Regions from separate parts of the Neogale vison genome. Here region 2 is linked to region 1. Evidence: chromatin contacts called from public Hi-C data. All regions are on one chromosome and are shown on one strand. Each heading gives the region's core, a stretch centred on a gene start, on an enhancer-like site or on the middle of the called end of the contact. The rest is flanking DNA. Distances are from core to core; before and after follow the strand shown. Region 1 holds the start of MAF (transcription factor Maf). Region 2 overlaps WWOX (WW domain-containing oxidoreductase).

Region 1 (6,352 bases), core at 2,101-4,600:
TACAGAAAATCCAGTTCTGCACCACAATACAACTGTAAAAAAATCTGCATCATCTTAAAACTGTGCAGTAATGCCATTTTTATAACTGCATAAATTTTATTAGCGTTCTAAACAGTTTTGCAAATTTTTTTTGTATTATATGCTTGCAGGTTATATCTTAGTGCAATTCAGTCCCAAATACTTTAAATTTGAAAAAAAAAACATACATTTTGAATGTAAAATACCCCTACAGATATAAACAGGGGTGTTTCCCCTTTAATACTTTGGTTTTCAATACAGTCAGTGGTATAGCAAAGACTACACATACCCAACTTATATTTAAGTTGCAAGCACATGCTGTATAAGCTACTTTTTTTTTAAACAGTCCCCTTGCAAACTCTACCCCCCTTAACATCACAACAGTAAACAATTTAGTGCATCAATCTTTTAAAAAATCTACAGCTAAACAGACCTAACTCTTTCAAATTTATCTATAACATTCCTTTATCTGTAGCATACATTTTAACTGGGCTAACAGATTATAAAAACTAGAATTAAATTATATACTAGGAACCCATAGCATTCCACATTTGACAATGACCAAAAGCCAAAAAAAAAAATAATAATAATAATAAAAATAAAACAAACCAAAAATAATGGGGCAGATTTCTTTTTTTCTTAAAAAATAAATTTAGACTGCTTTCCACAACAGCACAATTTTAGTCCCCAAAGTGGGGTGTCATTCTTATTAAAAAGAAAACATTAAGAGTTCTTTTAATGTTTGCCATGTTAAATTTTTAACCCATTCTGGCATCTTTGACAAGGAATGCCTTCAGTGCATTTACAATGGGAGGCTGAAGTTCTCAGTAACTCAAAGCAGTTTTGGAGCAGATGCAAACTTTCATGGGAAGAAGGCTCTAGGGTGGCACTTTTTTGTTCTGAACTCAAAAAAGTCATGAGGCAATTAAAACAAAAGTATGAATGCCATGCCATACGTCTTCGAACGTCCATTTCCAAGCCAAAAGAAAAAAAAAAAGAAAAAAAAATAATTATACCATACATGTCCAGCATGCAGGCTTTTTTTTTTATTAATATAATGTCTCTTTTCCATAAAGTCTTTGAAACAGTTATAGTTCATTGTTGCTAAGACAAAGTAGCAAGCATAATAATGCATGAGATGAGAATGAGTTTTTTAATGGCAGACTAAACTCTCAGATTTGGCATGATAAGGCCAAAACTCACAAGTCACACCCAGAAGGTTGATGCAGGCTTGATTGTGGCAGGTTCATGAGGATTTTTTTTTTCTCTAGTTTAGCATAACAATGCTAAAAACCCCGAAGGAACTCAGCGCGCTGCAAGTCTATAACATTTCACATTTTTTTTTTCTTTGCAAGCTCAATCTCACATGAAGAACTCAGGAGGAGAAAAAAAAAACTTAGCTTTTTTTTTTGTTTTTCTTTTATCTCGTGGGGAGATGGGTGAAGAGGGCGTGAAGGTGAAGGTTGGGGAAAAGGCCAACACAGCAAGCTCCAAAAAGTAAAATTAAAAAAAAAAAAATCCAAACAAAATAAAACACACACACACACACAGAAAATGAACACCAGCCCATGAACTGAAGGAGAAAAAAAACAAAACAAAACAAAACACTGTGAATGATGCAGGCTTCAAAGGTGAGCATGAAGAACTCTGCTGAGATCTTTGAACATTGTGTGTGTGTGTGTGTGTGTGTAGGGGAGGTGTAAATAAAAACAAGCTAGCAAGTTATGGAGAATTTCAGAATTGGCAATCCATGAGCCAGACATTCACTCCCTCCCCATTTAAAAACAGCCACCACCACCGCCAACTTGGAGCAGGGTGTGCGTGTGTGTGTGTGTGTGTGTGCGTGTGCGTGTGTGTTGTGTGTCTGTGCGCGCGCGCGCGCGTGTGTGTGTGTGTGTGTGTGTGTGCAGGGGCATCGGGCAATCTCAGCAGGGGAGGGGGCGAGGTGGCGGCGAGCACGGCTCTGGAACTAGCAAGCCCACACCCGAGTCGGACCCCCACGGAGCACTTATCAAGGTGGCTAGCTGTGGGATCGCGTGTCAGACTCACATGAAAAACTCGGGAGAGGACGGGTTGTCGCTGCTGGAGCCGTTTTCTCGGAAGCCGCTGCTCACCAACTTCTCGTATTTCTCCTTGTACGCGTCCCTCTCGCGCACCAGCCTGGAGATCTCCTGCTTGAGGTGGTCGACCTGCTGCAGCAGCTGGTTCTTCTCGGACTCCAGGACGTGTCTCTGCTGCACCCTCTTGAAGCGGCAGGACTGGGCATAGCCACGGTTTTTCAGGGTCCGCCTCTTCTGCTTCAGCCGGATCACCTCCTCCTTGCTGACCCCGCGCAGCTGCCGGTTCAGCTCGCGCACCGACATGGTCACCAGCTGCTCGTCGGAGAAGCGGTCGTCGAAGTGCAGGCCGCCCGCGGCGTGGTGCGGGTGCAGGGCGCCCCCCGCCCCCGCCGCGCCCCCGCCGCCTCCGCCGCCCGCCGCCGCCGCCGCCGCCCCCGGCGCTGGCCGGGCCACCGCCGCCCGTGCCGCCCGCGCCACCGGCCGAGGCTGACGCGCTGCCCGCGGCGCCGGGCGCGCCGGCCGTCGGGTGGTGGTGGTGGCCGGCGGCGTGGTGGTGGTGGTGGTGGTGGTAGTGCGGGCCCGCGCCGCTCTGCGCGGCGGCCGCGGCGATCACGGCGGACACCACGGCGGCGGCGGGGCCCATCTCCTCGCCGCTGCCGCCCAGGGAGGCGCCGGCGCCGGCCCCGGCCGCCGAGGCCAGCTGCTGCGCCCCGCGCGCGTAGCCATCGAAGCCGCCCTGGAGCTGGTGGCTGTTGCTGATGAGCGCCTCGACCGCGTCCTCGGGGCTGAAGCCCAGCGCCTCCGGGTTCAGCTGCTGCGGGTAGCCGGTCATCCAGTAGTAGTCTTCCAGGTGCGCCTTCTGCTCGCTGCCCGAGCCCGGGCTGGGCGCCGAGAAGCTGGGGGAAGGGGGCACCGAGCTGCACGGCGTGCTCATGGGGGTGGAGGACAGCGAGCCCCCGGCGATGAGACGGCCGCACTGGCTGATGATGCGGTCGGTCTCCACCGGTTCCTTTTTCACTTCAAACTTCATCAGATCGAAGTCATTAACATATTCCATGGCCAGGGGACTGGTGGGCAGGTCGGAGTTGCTCATTGCCAGTTCTGATGCCATTCTCCTGCCGCCGCCGCCGCCGCCGCCGCCGCCGCCGCTCCGCCAGATGGGCTGCAGGAGAGGGGCCAGCGGGCTGTGCTGGGTGGCCAGCGGGTGAGCCAGCTTGCCGGGCTGGGGCGCTTCTAGCTCGCGCGGCGGTGGCTGGCCCGAAACCTCCGAGCGCGCACACACCCCCCGCCCTGCCCGCGCCCCCCGCGCCCGCCCTCCCTCCCCCCTGCTCACGCCAATGTGCTCGCTCGCTCGCCCCGGCCCCTCCTCGCCTGCTCGCCTCCGTGCGTGCCGAGCCGGCGGCTTCAGGCTCGGGAAGGTCCTCCGCGGGCTGCGGTGGCGGCGGCGGCGGCGAAGCCGGAGGAGCCCGGCCGGGTGCGCGGCGTCCCCCGCTCGCCGCTCCGCTGCGCGCTTTGCATAAGGAGGGCTCGCCTCGCCGGCCCGGGCTGCAGGCGGGGCGCGCGCGGCGGCCGCTCGGGGCTGGAGGCGCGGCGGGCGGCTGTCCGGCGGCGCGGGCCTTGGCACGGGGGAGTTAACACTTCATGCTTCTCGCCTTCTCTTCTGCCTGCTCTTATTATTATTATTATTATTTTTCTCTTTCCTCTCTCTCTCCCTCGCGCGCGCTCTCCGTGCAAAGTGCAAGACAGAGGTGCAGCCCGGCTGGAGGAAAGGGAGGGGGGAGTTTAGTTCTTTCTTGCCTTTTTTTTTTTTAAAGCGAAATAGCGAAGTCCTGGGGAAAGGCGAGGCAGAGAGCAAAAGGGGGGGAGGCCGAGCCGAAGAGCAGCCCGAGCTACAGCTCGAAGATGAAAAAAGATTTTAAAGCCTCTGATCCAGCAAGAAGAGTTTAAAGCAATTGCTGAGTTTTATAGCACTTGTGACGTCAGGCCCAAATGGGAAATTGACTGGTACTCCGAGCCAATGGGAGGCGACGTGAGCGGCCGCGATTAGCATAATAGATAGAAACAAGGAAACTTTTCGGAGCTGTCAATCAGGGTCCAATCAGCTGACTGTCAGCTGGGACGAGAGGGCTTAACCCTTCCCGCGCCGCAGCCTCCCGGGAAGAGAGCAAAGCCCGGCGCAAAGTTTGGTGCGAGAGGGGAAGGAGTAGTCCAGAAGGACTGCGGGAACCCGGGAGGACGGGGAGGGCGATTGCTTTACTTAGGAGCACGAGAGAGGTCTGCCTTCCGGAGCGCCGGCTTGCCTTCCACTCGCTCTGCGGGGATTGGCGTGACTCCCCTTCCCGGGCAGCCCCCATCCCCGGGACTGTGAATTCGCTCCGGAGCTGCTTCTCCTCGCTCCAGCTTTGGCACCAAGGCGTCTGCCCGGGGCGGGGGGGCGGGGGGGGCGCTGCCTTCCCGGTGCGTAGCTGCGGGGAGCTCAAACTTGGCCCTTTGAGCCAAAGAGCGCAAACTCTTTGTCCCTTTCCCTGGAGCCCGCGCTCAGGGGCGCAGGGGCGCGGGGAGTGGGGGGGGGCTCAGGGTTCCGACTGCGCCCAGGACGCCGCCTCGCCGGGGGCAGCCCGAGTGGCTCCGGGTCCGCGCGGGGAGAAAGCCCGTTTTACTACCCTCCTTGAAGGAGGGGAAATAAGTTGTTCAGGGACCATTACGCGCGGGGACTGGCTGCCGGCTGGCGTCGCGTGCCCTTGGGAGGGCGGCGTGGGGAGAGCGAACGCCTACGCGAGTTAACTCCAGGGAAGCTCCGAGTCGGGTCAGCCCAGCTCAGCCCTCTGGCTTCCGACACTGGCCCGAGTTTGGCCTTTGAGATTCGTATTCATATTCCTCTCTCTCTCTCCTCTCTCTCTCTCACGCACACCCACCCCCTTATGAAATCTGACCCCTGTTTATCAGGGACGGTCCCGCGCGCGCTTTGCACTTTCACATTTCAATTAAGTATTTCAGACTTGGCCGTGGAGAGGAGCAAGGGGTGTATGTGTTGGGGGGAAACAACACCCCAGCCTTCGCCAGCTCCCCTCGAAGGGTTAAGTTTTAAACCGCGGTTTCTCGGACCAGCCCGGAAACCCACAGTGGGGGTTGGGTGGGGGGCGCTGTTTCTCCCCCTCCCCGTTGCAAATGCGAATAACTATTCAGTTTTCTAGACGGATTCTTTTAAAGCTTATGCAAAAAAGAAAAAGGAAAGAAAGAAAGAGAAAAGAAAGAACCAACAACTGTTTCTAAGATTTTAAAGCGATAGGCAAGTCGGAGAAACCGAGATTTATTTGGGGGAAAGCAAGCGTGAGCCAAGCCGACCCAGCGTTTTGGAAGACCAGACCGCCTACTTGGATATTGAGACTGTTGATTCCTCCAATTAATGAAATGCATTTGGTGTTAATCATATTTATTTTACTTTATGGGAGGGGGAGATGCTAGGAGGGCGCACTTAAAAAAAAAAAAATCTGAAAAGCCTGCAAAAGAATCCGAGTGAGAACTATTGTTGGATTTTTACCTCAACAGCGCCACCTTTCGGCAAAGGTCAGTTGAAATTGGTCCGTGTCCAGTTTTGTTGATGAAGTGAAAAGAAGCTGGTTTTCCAAGGTGGGAGGGGGTACCGAGGCACAGAGAGTTAGTTTGACTGCAGTGGGAGAACACAACCTTGTAGGAAAGGTGCTAAGGACAGTGCTGGCAGGTGCAGGAATCCTTTTTCCCTTCTGTCCCCCTTGTTCGTTAACAAAAAAGGCGAGACACAGAAGCCTTCGCAGTCTGGTTCTGATGAGAGACTTTTGCAATTGAATCCCCTGTAACAGGGCCCTAAACCCCTTAAAAGTGCCAGGATGGATTTTCAACGGGCTTTATGGCAATATCAATAGAATTAAAGTTACTTGTAATTCGGTGATAAATGAGATGTCTCTAGTAAGTATGATTAAGTGCAGTGCTATAAAGTTGTTTATCTGAAAAGTAATTCTCAGAAAACCTGACTTCTGACACTTAGTCATATATTAAGCCAGCTGCTTGAACATTGCACTTCAGAACTGCTCTCGCCCACCCCACAGCATACTTTACTATTTATAATGAGACCTTAGGTGTCACTCCTTGGCTTCTTACACCAGATTAGACTTGTGTTAATTTCTCTGCTGCTGGCAGCCTTCAAACCCAGAGTCCCTAATGAAAGGCTCCCCCCAAAGTTTGTAGGCACATCATAACCCTAAAAAGGCCAGTGCCATTGGTATTTTCCAGAAAAG
Region 2 (7,016 bases), core at 3,131-5,630, 720 kb before region 1:
TCTTCTTCCTAGACGTGCATTTTTTCTTTCTCAAAGAAGAAAGGAAAAGCTCCTTCTGCAGATAAAACCAGGAACATATGTTAGATGTGTTGGTCCCTAGGTCCCGTTATCTCTTGCTGGGAGCTGGCAGTGCACCCCTCTATCTGTGCATCACCCCATTCCCACTTTTGATTTAAGACAGTGCACGTTGAATATGGTTGCCCTCTGAGGGCTGATCCAAGTACGCTTAAGTGAGGTCATGCGTGATGCTTAGTGGTGATTAAGGGAAAATGCATGAAGAATACATGAAGAAGTCCTAAGAACAGGAGAACTGGTTGACATGTCGTGTAAGTGCCAAGGCAGTTTGATGGTGGGCGTGCTAGGGGACTCACAAGGTTAGTCCCTTAGCCCCACTCGATAAGAAGTGGATTCTGAAGTATAGAACTAGGAGCCAGGGTACGAAAACGTTCCGTGTTCCCAATGGACAGGATCTGAGTGTTTGTTTGTTTGTTTGTTTGTTTTCCATTCTTATCTCTGTGCCTTCTTTCCTCACTGTCACTGAGAGTGGACACCTGTTGTAGACAAAGCCAGCACTGGTTTTGGCTCAGGTTTTGGTTTTGAACCTTCTTACACACTTTGTCATCTAGGAGCAGCGGGGAGCCTGCCCATATTTCAGGCACTAACCCAGGTCTTCACTGGATTCTTCCAACTAACCCTCCACAGAATCCCCATTCTATGGACAAGAAAATGGACATGGGAGGAAGTTAAGCCACAGGCCCACGGTCATCCGTTTGAAAGAAACAGAGCTAAAATTTGAGCCTGGGACTGTATGCTCCCACCCTTAGTTTCCTATGGCTCTTGTTACAAATTACTACCAACTTTGTGGCTTAAAGCAACACAAGTTGATTCTCTTATAGTTCTGGAGGTCACACATCTGAAATGTATCCAGCGGAGCTAAAATCAAGGTATCTGCAAGAGTGCTTCCTTCTAGAGGCTGTAGGGGAGAATCCATTCTTTCCATCTTCCAGATTCTAGAGGCTAGTGACTTTCCTTTGGCTCCTGGCCACATTCCTCTAGCCTCTGCTCCCATCTTCACGTCTCTCTGACGCTGACCCTGCTCACTCCCTCTCATAAAGACTCTTGTGATCACATTGAACCCACATGGATAATTTAGGATAATCTGTGCACCTCGAGATCTTTAACTTTACCCCATCTACGAAATCCCTTGTGCCCCGTAAAGTGCCACATTCTTCAGTTCTGGGGACTAGAACATGGACGGACACCTTTTAGGAGGCACTCTTTAGCCTAATATACCCCTCTCCCCAGTCTCACGGTTAGGAGGGAATGCCCACAGTGGTATGGGGGTCTTGTGTCTGCATTTCACCTCCAAGAAGTTGCCCTTGTGTCTGGTCAAGAGCCAAGATCCTGACCTCAGGGTCAGACAGCTCTCCTCAAGCTCCAGGTTCTGGAGTTAGCCCATGAGACTCTGGGAGGCCCAGTATCAGCTTGGGGAGCATGATACGCTAATGCTAGCATGGGCTTATTTCTTGTGCTGTTCTTACAACAATGATTACATTCCTGTTCTGTCCCAAAAGGTTTTCAGCTATTTCTGTTACACTGCCGCTGAAGGGGGTAAGGGACCCATCGTGTCCAGCTTCGGTGTGCAGTGGGCCATCAGCAGAACGGGCCGGAAAGAAAAGCCCTTGAAAAGTTCGGTCTGCTTGTCTTTCCTAATCTGTTTGCATTTTCTCAGCCTGTTTCCCCACAAATTTAAAAGACACAAGTTTTCAGAGCAAACTCTTTAGCATTTAAATTTTTCATCCCGTTTTGTTTACCTGTCCAAGGCCCTCTCTCGGCCCCGGGGCCAACAAACATGCCTCTTGTCACCAGGGAGAAATGTGTGTCTGCTGAGCCTGTGGTTGGTCTGTTGCTTTTCCTTCTCCCCTCGCTACCCCCGGACTTTCTCTGTGGTTTGTGGTGGGCGCACAGCTCTTGACCTCAGGCCTCCCACCGGTCTAGCCGAGGTTGGTTGGTTTGGGACAGCTGACGGCCTGACACACTTGGGTTCCTCCCGACATCTGGTCCCCCCCATCTGGTCTTTAACAAGAACCACTGGTGGCCTCTGTGGATTTGGGTTTGGTGGCGCTGTAGCCTCTTTGTGGCGCAAGATCACCTTTAAAGTCGCACATTCCTTGCTGAATTCCCATAGCCGCCTCCTTGGTGTGAGGAGAAAGACAACTGCCTCCGAGTTAGGGAAGGGAGCCTGCCATAAAGCCAAGGTCAGGGTAGGCCAACCTGAAAGGGGGTCATTGCTGCTTCATTTTTGTGTGTACGTGTGGGCGTGCCTGTGTACATGCGTGTGCCATGCAAGACACAAAAGACAATCCAGGAGAGATTCAAGAAACTCCAACAAAGAGAATGAGTCAATGAATAAATATCAAGAGAATTTCTCAGATTAAAGAGTTCTCAGATTTTACCCCCTTGGTCACTATAAGGTGGGCGCAGTTGTTCTCTGTGTACAGATCAGGAAACTGAGGCCAAGCCATGAATTGATTTGCCCAAGATCACGGAGTCAGGAGTTTTTCAGTTAGGGGCCCGAGGCAGCTCTGTCACTACCCTGCCATCTCCCCCATCGCCACTCCAAACGCCTGCCCAGCACCCCTGGGGATGCAGAGCCTCCTGCTGACCCCAGAGCTGCTGAGTCAGAATCTGCATTTTCACAAAATCTCCAGGTGACTCGCTTGCAAGTTAAAGCTTAAGAAAAGCTGTGTGCCTCCGCCCCCGCCTCCAGCTGAGCTGAGCAGACAGTGACTGGGTATCCCCGCGCACAGAGCCTCTCGTGAGGCCACAGAGGCAGTGAGACCCACCCCTGGCATGAGAAACTCAGAGCGTAAGGCCGCAGACCACCCACCCTGTGGGAGTGGCAGAGCAGTAATAACAGTAGTCACGGGCTGTTCACGGAGCACGGAGGAGGGGCAGTTTACCAGGAAAACTGTCTGTTGGAGCTTCCTCTTCACCTGAGTGGGAGGCAGCAGCCCACTGTGGTTGAGAACAGCTCTGGATTCGTACTGTCTGGTTTCAGGTCCTGGTTCCGCTACTTCCCAGCTGTGTGATGTGGGCCAAGTCGCTTAACCTCCCTGGGCCTCAGTTTCTGTATCAGTTTCTATATCTGCACAACAAGCAAGTACTATTATCATTCTGGGGGATTATATGAGTGCCCCCTTCTTGTGCAGATGAAACAAGATGATACTCGTGAGGGACCCAATGGACTGCACTTAGCTTAATGAATGTTAGGTGCTACTGAAGGCTGAATGTTCCACAAACCACCACCACCACCACCACAAAGGCGGGGAACGGTTTTCCAGGCAGCGGGGACCGGGGGGGCAACAGCTCTCCCCGTGTAGAAGCCCAACTGAGTGTGCCATCTGGGAAACACATGGAACATTCCCAGTCCACCAAAGACTCTGAGGACACAAAACTGAATTTCCAAAAAACAGTTCTCCACCTGAAGGACTCGTACTATAGGGCCAGAAAGCCACTGTCACCGGGCATCATTCCTACGGTTATGAGAAAGCCTCACATTTCCTTCCAAGTCCTGCTTTCCCAGCATCCCAGCCGTGCCGGCATGCTCCGTGTTCGTCCTCAGCCATCCCAGGCATTGCCCGTGGTTTCTCCTCTGGCCCTCGCGTGTTTATGTCCACGTGGACTCATTCCTATTCAGCCCAGCCGACACTTGCGGAGTACTTGCCACGCACCATGCGGTGGCCTAGGCCCAGCTTCGGGCCTCCGGGAGGTTGTAGGAAGCATCGTCTAGCTTGGGAAGACGGACATGAACTCTTTTCACGTACAATACAAGCAGAAGTCTCCATTCCAAATTTCTCAGCCCCAGTTCCTCTGATTTCCGAAGAATTTCTCATTGCTCAGTTGCTGCCTTTGAAGCAAAGCCTTATCCCGTCACGGCAGTACGTGCAGCCTCTAGCACGCCGCCCTGCACATAGTAGGTACTTCTAAGTGTTTGTTCAACAGAGTTGTTCTGTGGTACCCATGCGTTTTTGTCTTCTTTTGATTATTCTCTTAACTCATCTGATTTTGACTAATTTCCCCAATATTCAGGGATGGCATGTCCAAATCTTAATTGTTAGTGTAGTGGAGCTTTCTCTCCTCTTTCTAATTGTCCCGCCGAGTGCTCTGGAGGTGTCCATGGGATTGTGCACACCCCAGCACCCGAAGACTCTGATCTGTTTCCTTTCCCACCTTGGAGCCAGGGAAGCCCTTCTCTCCCTCTGCCTCCCACCCACTGTACGTTTGGGCCTCTGCCCAGATCATGCTTGGAGTGGCACCAGCTGCACAGGGTATGTGAAATATTTGCTCCAAATAGTCCAGAAGTGGCACTGTGAGTAGGATCAGCTGGTGCTCCAGGATAAAAATCATTTCACCATCTTTGCTGAGAAGTCACTGTGCTTCTCCCACACTCAGCAGTTTACGGGGGCCACAGTGTTTTTGGTCTTCCGGCCTCAGCCCGTTTCGAAACGAGGCTGGGTGTTGTTAGATAGCTTCGTGCTCCCGCCAGCAGGAGGGGGGCCGCCTCCAGCCCGGCCAGCATTGCCTTTCAGTCATATCAGAACTTGGCAAGTGCCACTTTCTCTGGGAGCTTGACCCGAGATGCCTGCTCCGCCAGCCCCACTTGGCCTCCTTGTCCTCTTGGTGGGTGGGAATTCGTTCTTGCTGGGAGATGCCCCTTCTGGGAGTGGGCTTGGAGGATCACAAGCCCGTTGCCTGCTTCTGCAGAAACTGCACCCTCGTCCCTCCTCCCTCTTGCCCTGACGTTCTTTCCTCTCATCCTTTACTCACCCGCGTGGGGTCCCAGGGTGCTGCCTGTTTGGGTCCCTGGCTCCTGCCTTTCACCTGCAGTAACCTTGGACAAGCTGCTTGAGTCTCTCTAAGCCTCAGTGCCCCCAGCTGCAAAATGGGGGCAAGACTAGTACCGACCTGGGGAGGCCGTGCGCGTTCACTGAGGTGACGCCCGCAGCATGGGGGGGCGCAGTGGCGGCCACTCTACCCGTGGGCGGTTCCTCGCTGTTGTTCATAGCAGAGATGTACTGGCCTTCCATGGGACACAGCGGCGTTCTGAAGGAATTCACTGTCGTCCGTGCAAGTGGTCACATACTAAGCTGTGCCTTGAGGGCATAGACATCTGCTCACTGAGACGTGAGAACACCGAAGGCTCTAAGTCAGAGTCAGATCAGGCAGAGTTTCTAGTGGATTCACCCTGGCGGTGGCCCCAAAAAGGAACTGACAGGGAGAGAAACCAGCAGCAAAGCATCATCCCCTCTGTAGGAGAAACCTGCATTTCTCACGAGCTTCTGGGGGAGGTGGTCCCCACTGTGAGTGACACCGCCCTAGCCCCTGCCCCGGCCACCACGACCACAGCCTGAACGCTCCTGCTGTGCCCCACCTGCCGGCCTGGGGACTCCCCTGGACCGGCGTGGAGAGCCCTCGCAGCCCGCCTTCCGCTTCATGTCCCTCTCCCACTGATCCTGCTGCTCTCGCTGGGTCTTTTTTGTTTCTATTCTACTTAGAGCTCCTTCTGGTCACCAGTTGGAGATTTTTTTTACTTGCTGTTGTTGTTCAGAAATTTCACATCTCCAGAACTTTTTGTTCCAAGCCTTTCCATGGTAGGTAACAACTGTGGCCAAGAAGTTCACACACACACACACACACACACACACACACACCCTGACAGTTGATGGGATGGGTGCTGTCCGGGTCAGCCTCCACATGCCAAGTGCAGGAGATTAGACAGACGACATGCCTCACCCCGGGCTATTTCCAGGCTATTCTAAAAACACTATTTCCCAGGCTATTCTAAAAAGGATTTCATCAGATACACTTGACTCACTCAGGACTGGCAGAGAGCCCTGCTCTTCTTCCTCCCTCCCAGCCATATGCCAACCTTACGAAAACATGCAGGGGCCTCGTGAGTGAGCTCTTACCAGAACTTTAAGATGAGGAATCTAATTAATCAAATTCGTTAGAGTTCTTTGTAAAATGAGAGTAAACAGGCCCAGGGTAAGGGCCTCCAGCTCTTTCATGAGACGGTACATAGAAGTTAGCGTGCCTGCATGTGGCATCCGTTGTTGTGGTAAAAGATACATAATACAAAAATTTCATTTTACGCATTGTTAAGTGTACAAATCAGTGGCATTAATTTTAGTCACAGTGTTGTATAACCACTGTCTATTCTTAATGTTTTGTTTCTTGTTTTTTTGTGTTTTTTTTGTTGTTGTTGTTTTAACCATCCCAATCGTCCCATGTTTTGTTTTAATCGTCCCAAACGTAAACTCTGTGCCCATTAGACAAGAGCTCCTCCTTCTCCACTCCCAGAGGTCCCACTGACCTCTTCCTTTTGCTTCAGTGCATTTGTCTATTCTGGGTATCTCCTGTAAGTAGAATCTACAATATTGTCCAACTGTGTCTATTTTATTTCATTTCACAGAATTATTTTTAACAGATTTTGTTTATTTATTAGAGAGAGAGAGAACTTATGCAAGAGTAGGGGGAGGCGTGGGAGCAGAGTGTGAGGGAGAAGCCGACTTCCCACTGAGCAGGGAGCCGGACTTCGGGCTCAATCCCAGGACCCTGAGATCATGACCTGGGCCAAAGGCAGATTTTTAACCAACTGAGCCACCCAGGCACCCCCATTACGTATAATGTTTTTAGGGTCTATCCATGTTGTAGCATATATCAAAATTTCATTCTTTTTATGGCTGGATAGTGTACCGTTGTATGCCTTTATGCCACATTTTGTTAATCTGTTCATCTCCTGGTGAGTACTTGGATTGCTTCCATCTTTTGCCTATTGTGAATAATGTCGCTGTAAACACCAGCGTGCAAATGTCTGTCCCTGCTTTCAGTTCTTCTGGATGTATACCTAGGAATGAAATTTCCGGGTCACGTGGTAGTTGTAGGCTTAACCTTTGGAGAAGCTGCCAAACTGTTCTCCACAACACTTGTACCATTTCACATTCCCGCCGGCA

Evidence for each region. A called contact is a pair of places that touch in the nucleus more often than the background predicts.
Region 2: a contact with region 1 is called in a Hi-C map of fibroblasts, with 7 times the contacts expected there. The contact joins the enhancer-like site here to the promoter of MAF in region 1. A contact is called at or near these places in 2 of 3 Hi-C or Micro-C datasets (fibroblasts and muscle).

The regions. Positions count from the first base shown.
Region 1 is chr7:8,085,972-8,092,323 of ASM_NN_V1, reverse strand. It overlaps MAF (transcription factor Maf), which reads right to left and starts at 3,350. Exons shown (of 3, transcript XM_044255681.1): 1 at 2,494-3,350; 2 at 2,068-2,492. The coding sequence starts at 3,189.
Region 2 is chr7:8,802,240-8,809,255 of ASM_NN_V1, reverse strand. The region is part of intron 8 of WWOX (WW domain-containing oxidoreductase); the gene reads left to right. Among named protein-coding and RNA genes, the nearest start is that of WWOX, 550 kb to the left of the region's middle. Within about 2 kb of position 4,380, the one cell type or tissue checked has open chromatin away from gene starts, as enhancers often do. A contact at or near this core is called in fibroblasts, where this site is marked.